2 separate regions of the Mus musculus genome follow, and region 2 is linked to region 1. A link is a contact called in public Micro-C data. All regions are on one chromosome and are shown on one strand. Each heading gives the region's core, a stretch centred on a gene start, on an enhancer-like site or on the middle of the called end of the contact. The rest is flanking DNA. Distances are from core to core; before and after follow the strand shown.

Region 1 (3,674 bases), core at 357-2,856:
CTAGACGTGGCTGTAGAAAGACTTTATTATTAACTGGTTTAATGTTCACATAATAAGTTTAGTGCCTTTATTATTTCCATTCCCCTATACAAAGAAACAAAGACCAATAGACAAATAACAGGCTCAAGACATGCCCAGGTGTCTTATATATATTGTTATATACAATATATAAATCCTGAGATCATACTCCAATATAATACTATATATATCTCCAGGATCTACAGACTTCATTGATTTCATTCAGTTTCAAGATTCCCCTCTGGCTACACGATATTCTCATTTCACCAAAATTGGTCCCTCAAGGACTAAATCAATATTAAGGCTGTCCTGAAATGTCTGGTTTAAGAGCCACACATAAGCTTTTGATTGATGTTTTCTGTTTGAGGCCCACAAGTGTGTGCACCTTTCTCCACATGGTTTCCTTGTGTCACAGATTGCCACACCTCCTGTGCCTTTGCAGCCCTGACTTAGCACTGAGAGCAGAGGGGTTTTGCCGCTTCGGTTTACCCACAACCCCTTCCTAGACAACTGCTTCCGATTCAAGCGTCCTACTTTACTACTGACTCCTAGTCTTCGATAAGCATTTCTCTTTTGTGCCTGTTCTTCCTGCTCATCCACGGCCGCCTATCACTAACAGATGCTTTCTCTCTGTTGTGTGCATTTCCCATGCCTTTAACCCTGCCCCCTAAAGATCTCCTTTCCAGCATCTTCTAAAGGCAGACTGTTAATGAAAGCTTTAGAGAGAATCGAGAATGGCGACTTTGGAGCAGGTAGACTCATTGGCTATGCTTTAGATCTGAATTGGTCGATCCAACACATTCCACATAGACTGACTTATGTGCCAGGGGTACATTTCCTGTGGCTGATCTTATGCTGTATCTTAACTCCCTATCCTTGAGATTAGCCTTATGACCACCATGTTCAGGTGGAGACCAATACTGAAAGGAATTAAGCAAGTTAAAGAACTTACATTAAACAAAGCTGGCCTATTTCTTGTCTGTGACCACAACCTCTTTATAACTAGGAAGAAGTAAAAGCAGCCGTGTGTGTGTGTGTGTGTGTGTGTGTGTGTGTGTGTGTGTGTATGTACCTCCTTTAACTTTTTTTCCCCTTTTGTCTTGCTTTAAATCAGTGAACATTGTTATGTTTGGGTCTGCCCTTGACAATCTCAGGGATTGCTGGTGTGCAAAAGTACCCACAACCTTGAGTGCTTGGTGCCTGTGACCCATCGGATGAGTCTGAGAGGCACCTTTGTCACAGACGCAGAGCTGCCTTTGTTGTTATTATAGTTTCAGTCATAAGCTTACATCGTAGTCATGGTAACCACGAGTTGGTATTAACCTTCTTCTTGTCTTGCTTTCTTAACAGACAAAGATGTGAGCAGTGGGAGTTATAACCTGTCCTCTGCGACCACGGGCAGCTACTACAGCTGTGTCAGCCAGATCACCATAGGTGAGCAATTGCAGCGACTGTCGTGTAACACGCTTAACCTGAGTGGGAAGGCGGCTTAGGAAGGAACAAGGAGAAAAATACCTATGAAAGAATTGGTTTTCAGAACCACAGCAGTTGCTGCTGGTGGGTTCTCGTCCTGGGGCGCCCTCTTGTGGATTTTTGCTGCTATTGGAAGGAGTCGTGTAACTAGCCTATAGCGAATGGGTCTTTTCCTGCTTCAGTGCTCGCCTTAGCTCTTTCATTGGTGTGTTATCTGAACTGTGATGCACTTAATATCACAATCAAGTTCTTCTGTAATATCTGTGGAGAATTATTAAATATTCTTTCAGGAAGAAACCTCCTGGTAACTGCAAATAGAAAACGAATGTTATGTAAAGTACAGAAAATTTTGTCCACCAAATTTTGTCCACTTGGAGGGAAGGAGTACCTTTCCTGTCTGAAGAGTGTGTGAAGCAGATGTTAGTGTGCTGCTAAAATCCAAAGTCAGACTTTCCTTATTGGGATCTGAATGAACCAAGGAGAACCAGACAGACATAACATTTCCCACCCTCTCGGATGCCCTTCTGCACGTATTACGCCTTGGTCGTCCTTCAAGGCATTCTGCTGTCTAAAGAATCCCATGTGTACTAGCCACCCTGTCCCTCCCTTCTCTGAAACAACATTGCCACTCCCTACAGTATGTGACATTGGAAATGTCCTCATATTGGGGCATGCAGTCCTCTCACACACCCCACCCCAGCCCTGTCTCATGCAGGAAGCCCGTGAACTGCAACAAAAGGGCAGAGCACACCTGCACTCTCTCCTACTTTCTTCCCTACCCAAGCTTAAATGTATTTACTGTGTCCAGATAGGGAAGAGTAACATAACCTTCTTTGTTTTTCTGCCTGTTGAGTCTATTCTCTCCCACTTCTTTCAAAACTTTCCTGAGTCCAGAATCGTAGGCAGTGACTTACAAACAATTTGGTGGTGACCACAGCTAATATTTATTTTGTATTCATGCGCTGCTGTTGGCTCTCTATTTAATCCATTTTACTAGACAGGAACTCTGTGAGATGGCACCAGTATTTCTTCATCATACAGATTAGGGGACTTGACTTCTTTTTGTTATTGATATGATCAGGGTTCCAGTATAGGTCTCTTAGACTACAACCCATGCCTTGGGACTCCAGAATGTGGCTTCTTTAACTGCCATAGCAGGGAGCTCTGTCAAATAATGACGGGCCTGTAAAATGCATTTGAATTCTTTTGATTATAAAGTCGCAAAAGTATATTTGAGCAGAAAACTACACATGGGCACCTTCTATTTGAAATACCCATTAAAAACCACATTGGATTTAAAATGCCACCAAGCAAAATGGACCCCAATTCCCTGATTAGTTTACTAAAAAATGTCCTGTGACTGCCGGGATTGCTGCTTGCAAGACAATGTGCTATTAGTTTCAGTGGGACGATCTTTGACCCTGACATCGTACTTCTGGGTATTTTATAAAGTGTCTGCACTGCCATCACCTCTGTCTAATTTACTCTGAAGTCCGTTGCTGCTCACTGGTACGAGGTCTCTGGATCTTTACATGGTGTGAGTACGCTCTGACATATCCACTTTTTTCAACTCTCATGAAGTCTGTGGGTTGGTATCACTCTGTTCGAACACCAAAGCAGACTCAAGCATTAAAACTAAATGGGAGAACTTGGTTCAGAGTATTATTTTTTAAGTGATTAATTTTAAAATGAAGAGTAATGACATTTAAAAATAATCCTCTGGAGTTCACCCATCAGAGCCCGTTTGAAAATATCAAACACTTAAGATCTTTTTGGAAATATTTGTCAAGCAGGGGGAGGCCATAGAGGGAGGGCCTGCAGTAAGGCATTGAGAAGCTTGAATGACCAGCATGGATGAGAGACTATTCTGAGACGATTCTGTGTTTCCTGTGGGAGATTCTAGTGTGTTATGCAAGTCAGTGGCTCTGAGTAGAGTCACTGACATGAGACAGTAACAAAGCCAAAAAAGTGGGGTCAGGAGGCACATTGGAGGGTGAAGGACGGGTTAGTGGGCTAGAATGGTCATTGACTGCATCTGAGGGTAGACAAGAGTGCTCTGAGGCTTTGAGTCAGGTTGCCAATGAGTCTAGCCACTGTCAGAAATATGTAAGTTAGGAAAAGGGTACAGCCAATATAGTTTGGACATGCTGGGGTGTGGCCCATAAAGCTTGGCTATGAGGTAA
Region 2 (3,674 bases), core at 765-3,264, 43 kb before region 1:
TTTATTAGTCATTTTATTCATTTATATTTCAAATTATATCCCCCTTCCTGGTTACCCCTCCGCAAACTCCCCATCCCATCTCCCCTCTCTCTGCCTCCTCTTTGCCTCTATAAGGATACTCCTCTACCCACTCACCCATTCCCACCTCACTACTCTAACATCCCCCTAAGCTGAGGCATCAAGCCTCCACATGACCAAGGGTCCCCTTCCCACTGATGACAGATAAGGCCATCTTCTGCTACATATGTATCTGGAGCCATGGCTCCCTCCATGTATACTCTTTGGTTGGTGACTTAGTCCCTGGGAATTTAGGGTGGTCCAGTTAGTTGATACAAAATACCCAACAAAGGGGAGATACAACCTGTAGAGACCACCTCCAGTAGATAGTCATGGCTCCCAGTTGAAGGATGGGGCTACCAATGCATCTCAAAAGAGATTTTTTTGGGGGGGGAGGGGAGCTTTCGAGACAGGTTTCTCTGTATAGCCCTGGCTGTCCTGGAACTCACTTTGTAGACCAGGCTGGTCTGGAACTCAGAAATCCACCTGCCTCTGCCTCCCGAGTGCTGGGATTAAAGGCGTGTGCCACCACGCCTGACTCACCTCCTGTTCTTGATGCTGAGTCTTCCCTGATATGATGGACTGCACACTCGTCTGTGACCCTGGGCTGTGAGCCATAACAAAGCCCTACTTCCTTATGCTTCTTCTTGTCTGGACAGAGTAACGAGAAACCTGATATTGATAACCAACAATACTGTTTTACTGAATGAAGGCATCCTTAGGTTTTCTCTGACCTATCACGGGCAATGCACATTTAATGATGAGCAATTCTGTTGGCTTTATGTCCAAAATAGATCCAGGGTATAGTCAGTTCTCATAATCCCCTTCCCCCTACTGAAGTGGAAACTTAAGGGTTCTTTGGAAAGTTGGTTAGATGGTGTTTTGCTGGAGCAAACATCTGAAAGAACGTTTTCCTGAAGTGGATACAGGTGAAAGGCTAAGGTAGACTTGTGAAGGAACATTTAGCTGAGGCAGACACAGGAGAAATAATGTCCTGCTAAGGCAAGCATGTGGAAGGACACATGAGGAAGGATTCTTTGCTAATAACACGCATGTATTGGTCCACCTTACATTTAGTAGTTGAGCTGCATTTGTCAGGACTCCAACGAAATGCACCAAAAAATTTCTGGTGGTGTGCTACAGTTTCTTGCCACTTCTGTGGACTCAGGATGATTGGTAGAGTGGTGTCAGCTGAGACAGGCTCATGAGGCAAGACCTGTGGAGGACACATGATGTTTGTAGGGTATATATAGGACTGGATGTACAGTGATGGAGGCTGAGCTTGGCTTGCTTAAAGGCAAGCTTGTTGTGCAAGGCTTGTTGGTCTCAAGCCTTTGCTGATCTTCACTGAAAGAGGCACAGCTGAGAACTTCTGGCATTCCTTCTGGTCCCTCCTGCTGACTGGTGCTGAGGCTGAGACCTGGTTGTCTCTGCTAGGTAGTGCCACTGCTGCTGAAACTGAACTGCTAGTGTATCCATGAAGTGTTTGCAAGAGGATGGAGCTGCCACTGTTGACCTATGAACTGAACTGCTGATTTCCAGACAGCACAAACGGGATTTGCTCCAAAGAACCTTTCTAAACAGGTCCACTTCCCCCATATTTTTTCTTTCCCACTACCTATGGTGGGTGGTGGGCTAAAAGAGAGGTTAAAACATTTAAGAATCATCATTAAAAATAAGGTTTGGAAAAATTAAAGTTGCACTTTACCCTGGCCCAAACCGTATAATCACTCATGGAAAATATTGCAGGGGCATTCTTGTCTGGGCTTCCTGTTTCCAACTCTGTTTCTCTGTGTTCTTATTTTCAAGTCAGTTGCCAGGAGCTCCTGATAAAATGAACACAAAATCGTGTGACTCTTCTCCCAGATGCCACTAGCAGCCTGTCATCCCTGCACAGATTTCTTGCAGGGCTCTCTTGAATGCTCTCTGGTTTTCCTTCTCTCTTCATGTGCTTATCTCAGCTTCTCCAAGGTCACCTTCAGCAAACTTCATTTGCTCCTCTTCCAGCTACTCAAGCTTGTCCTGTGTGCTTCTGTTTTCCTGGGTGTTCTTTTGCCTCAGGCCCTTTGTGCCTGTCTTTCCCTCTGATTGATAGTCTCTGGCTGCATTCCTACAGCTCAAAGGTCTCCTTAGGGCGAGTCTTCTCTCCCACACTAAAGGAGTATGCTACACCTTCACACTACTGAATGTTTGTGTGTTCTTGCTAGAGCTTCATACCTCCTGAGTTCATCTGTGAGTTTATCATTTCTCCTCTCCAAATATCCATGAGCAGGCAGTTTCTTCACAGCAGGGACTGGGTGGGTCGTTGACACCCTCTGTACCTGGGCAGTCTCTGGCACACTGTCAATACACGGCATATTTCAGGAGACAATGAAAGTTGATGGACGGTATAGATAAGACAATGAGGATCCAGATCATGAGAAAATAAGACTAAGAGGGTATGGGCCACAGGCTTATTGGAAAGAAAAAATGAAAAATAATCAGAATCCAGCATTATATCTTCTCACTATGCCTCCTTGTCTCTCCTGGGATTCTGTCCAAAACAAGTATAGTGGAATCCTTACACTAGGATCTGCTTCTAAGGGAAGAACTCTAAGATGGTTGCATCTTAGAGTTGCAATGCTGAACTCTAATGCTGAACAGACTCCAAGAGACCAAGCTGGACTGTCAACACAAGCTGCCTGATTTCAGTGCCTGTGTGCTAAATTATCTTGTCCCAATCTCATCATGCATTCATTTACTCATTTATTCATTCACTCAATGTAGGTATTGCTTTTTTCCTAATGCTATAAATTATAGTAAAAAAAAACTACTTTGCTTAAAAAACAAAATAGATAGCACCCAAATACTTTATCACATCAAACTTGCCTTGAGAACTCAACTGGATAATGCTAAGATTTTTTAAAATTATTATTTTCAGATTAAAATTGCATTTCACAATGACAGAGTCATCATGGCCATGAAAGGGTGTGTTCCCTCAAGTCCTCAATGTAGCATTAGTGAAGCCCTTGCCCACTTGTCTAGTGACAGAAAGAAGGACCAAGATGATGTTATAGATATTTTGCTCAGTTAAAATGACTTTACCAGAAACATGATGAAACGGAGAGAAAGATCTAACAGTCATGCCCCAGGATGGATGGAAATCATGGCAGGTATGGGGAGCCATGGATGAGAAGATAATGGTCAGTCTCCTTTTAGGATTCCATAGGCAGCCTGATTCTGCATCAGTCATCCTTCATCTTGGTGGAGATGATTCTGGCAGCAGAGGTGATATAGTTGTCTGCTCTGAGCAAAGCACTTTTTTGGGGGGGGGTATTTATTTTGAGTGAATGCTTTGATGTAATTATTTTTTCCATTAGTTTGTTTATTTACTTTATATCCTGAGTGCCACACCCCCCTCCTCTGAGCCCTCCTCACACAGCCCTTACCCCCAACCCCTTGTCCTCTGAGAATGGGGAGGATTCCCCTGGGTATCACCCACCCTGGCACATCAAGTCACTGCAGGACTAGACATCTTCTCCCACTGAGGCCAGACAAGGCAGCCTAGTTAGGGGAACAGGATCCACAGGCAGGCAACAGTCAGGGTAACTCCAGTTATTGGGGAGTCCACATGAAGA

The links. Hi-C and Micro-C count contacts between places; a contact is called where the count stands out from the background.
Region 2: a Micro-C map of granulosa cells shows a contact between it and region 1, with 2.3 times the contacts expected there. The contact joins two enhancer-like sites. A contact is called at or near these places in 3 of 39 promoter capture datasets (the C10 cell line, embryonic stem cells and hippocampal neurons), 5 of 15 datasets of contacts at CTCF or cohesin (CD8 T cells, embryonic stem cells, large pre-B cells and 1 more), 126 of 484 Hi-C or Micro-C datasets (the 63-12 cell line, the AML12 cell line, B cells and 67 more), 17 of 115 datasets of contacts at active chromatin or transcription factors (astrocytes, bone marrow-derived dendritic cells, cardiomyocytes and 7 more) and 1 of 9 other capture datasets (embryonic stem cells).

The regions. Positions count from the first base shown.
Region 1 is chr10:89,325,028-89,328,701 of GRCm38.p6, reverse strand. It overlaps a transcript of Ano4 not described here. Among named protein-coding and RNA genes, the nearest start is that of Ano4, 69 kb to the right of the region's middle. Within about 2 kb of position 1,606, at least 10 of the 459 cell types and tissues checked have an H3K27ac peak or open chromatin away from gene starts, as enhancers often do. A contact at or near this core is called in granulosa cells, where this site is marked.
Region 2 is chr10:89,368,696-89,372,369 of GRCm38.p6, reverse strand. No RefSeq gene overlaps it. Among named protein-coding and RNA genes, the nearest start is that of Gas2l3, 73 kb to the left of the region's middle. Within about 2 kb of position 2,014, at least 8 of the 459 cell types and tissues checked have an H3K27ac peak or open chromatin away from gene starts, as enhancers often do. A contact at or near this core is called in granulosa cells, where this site is marked.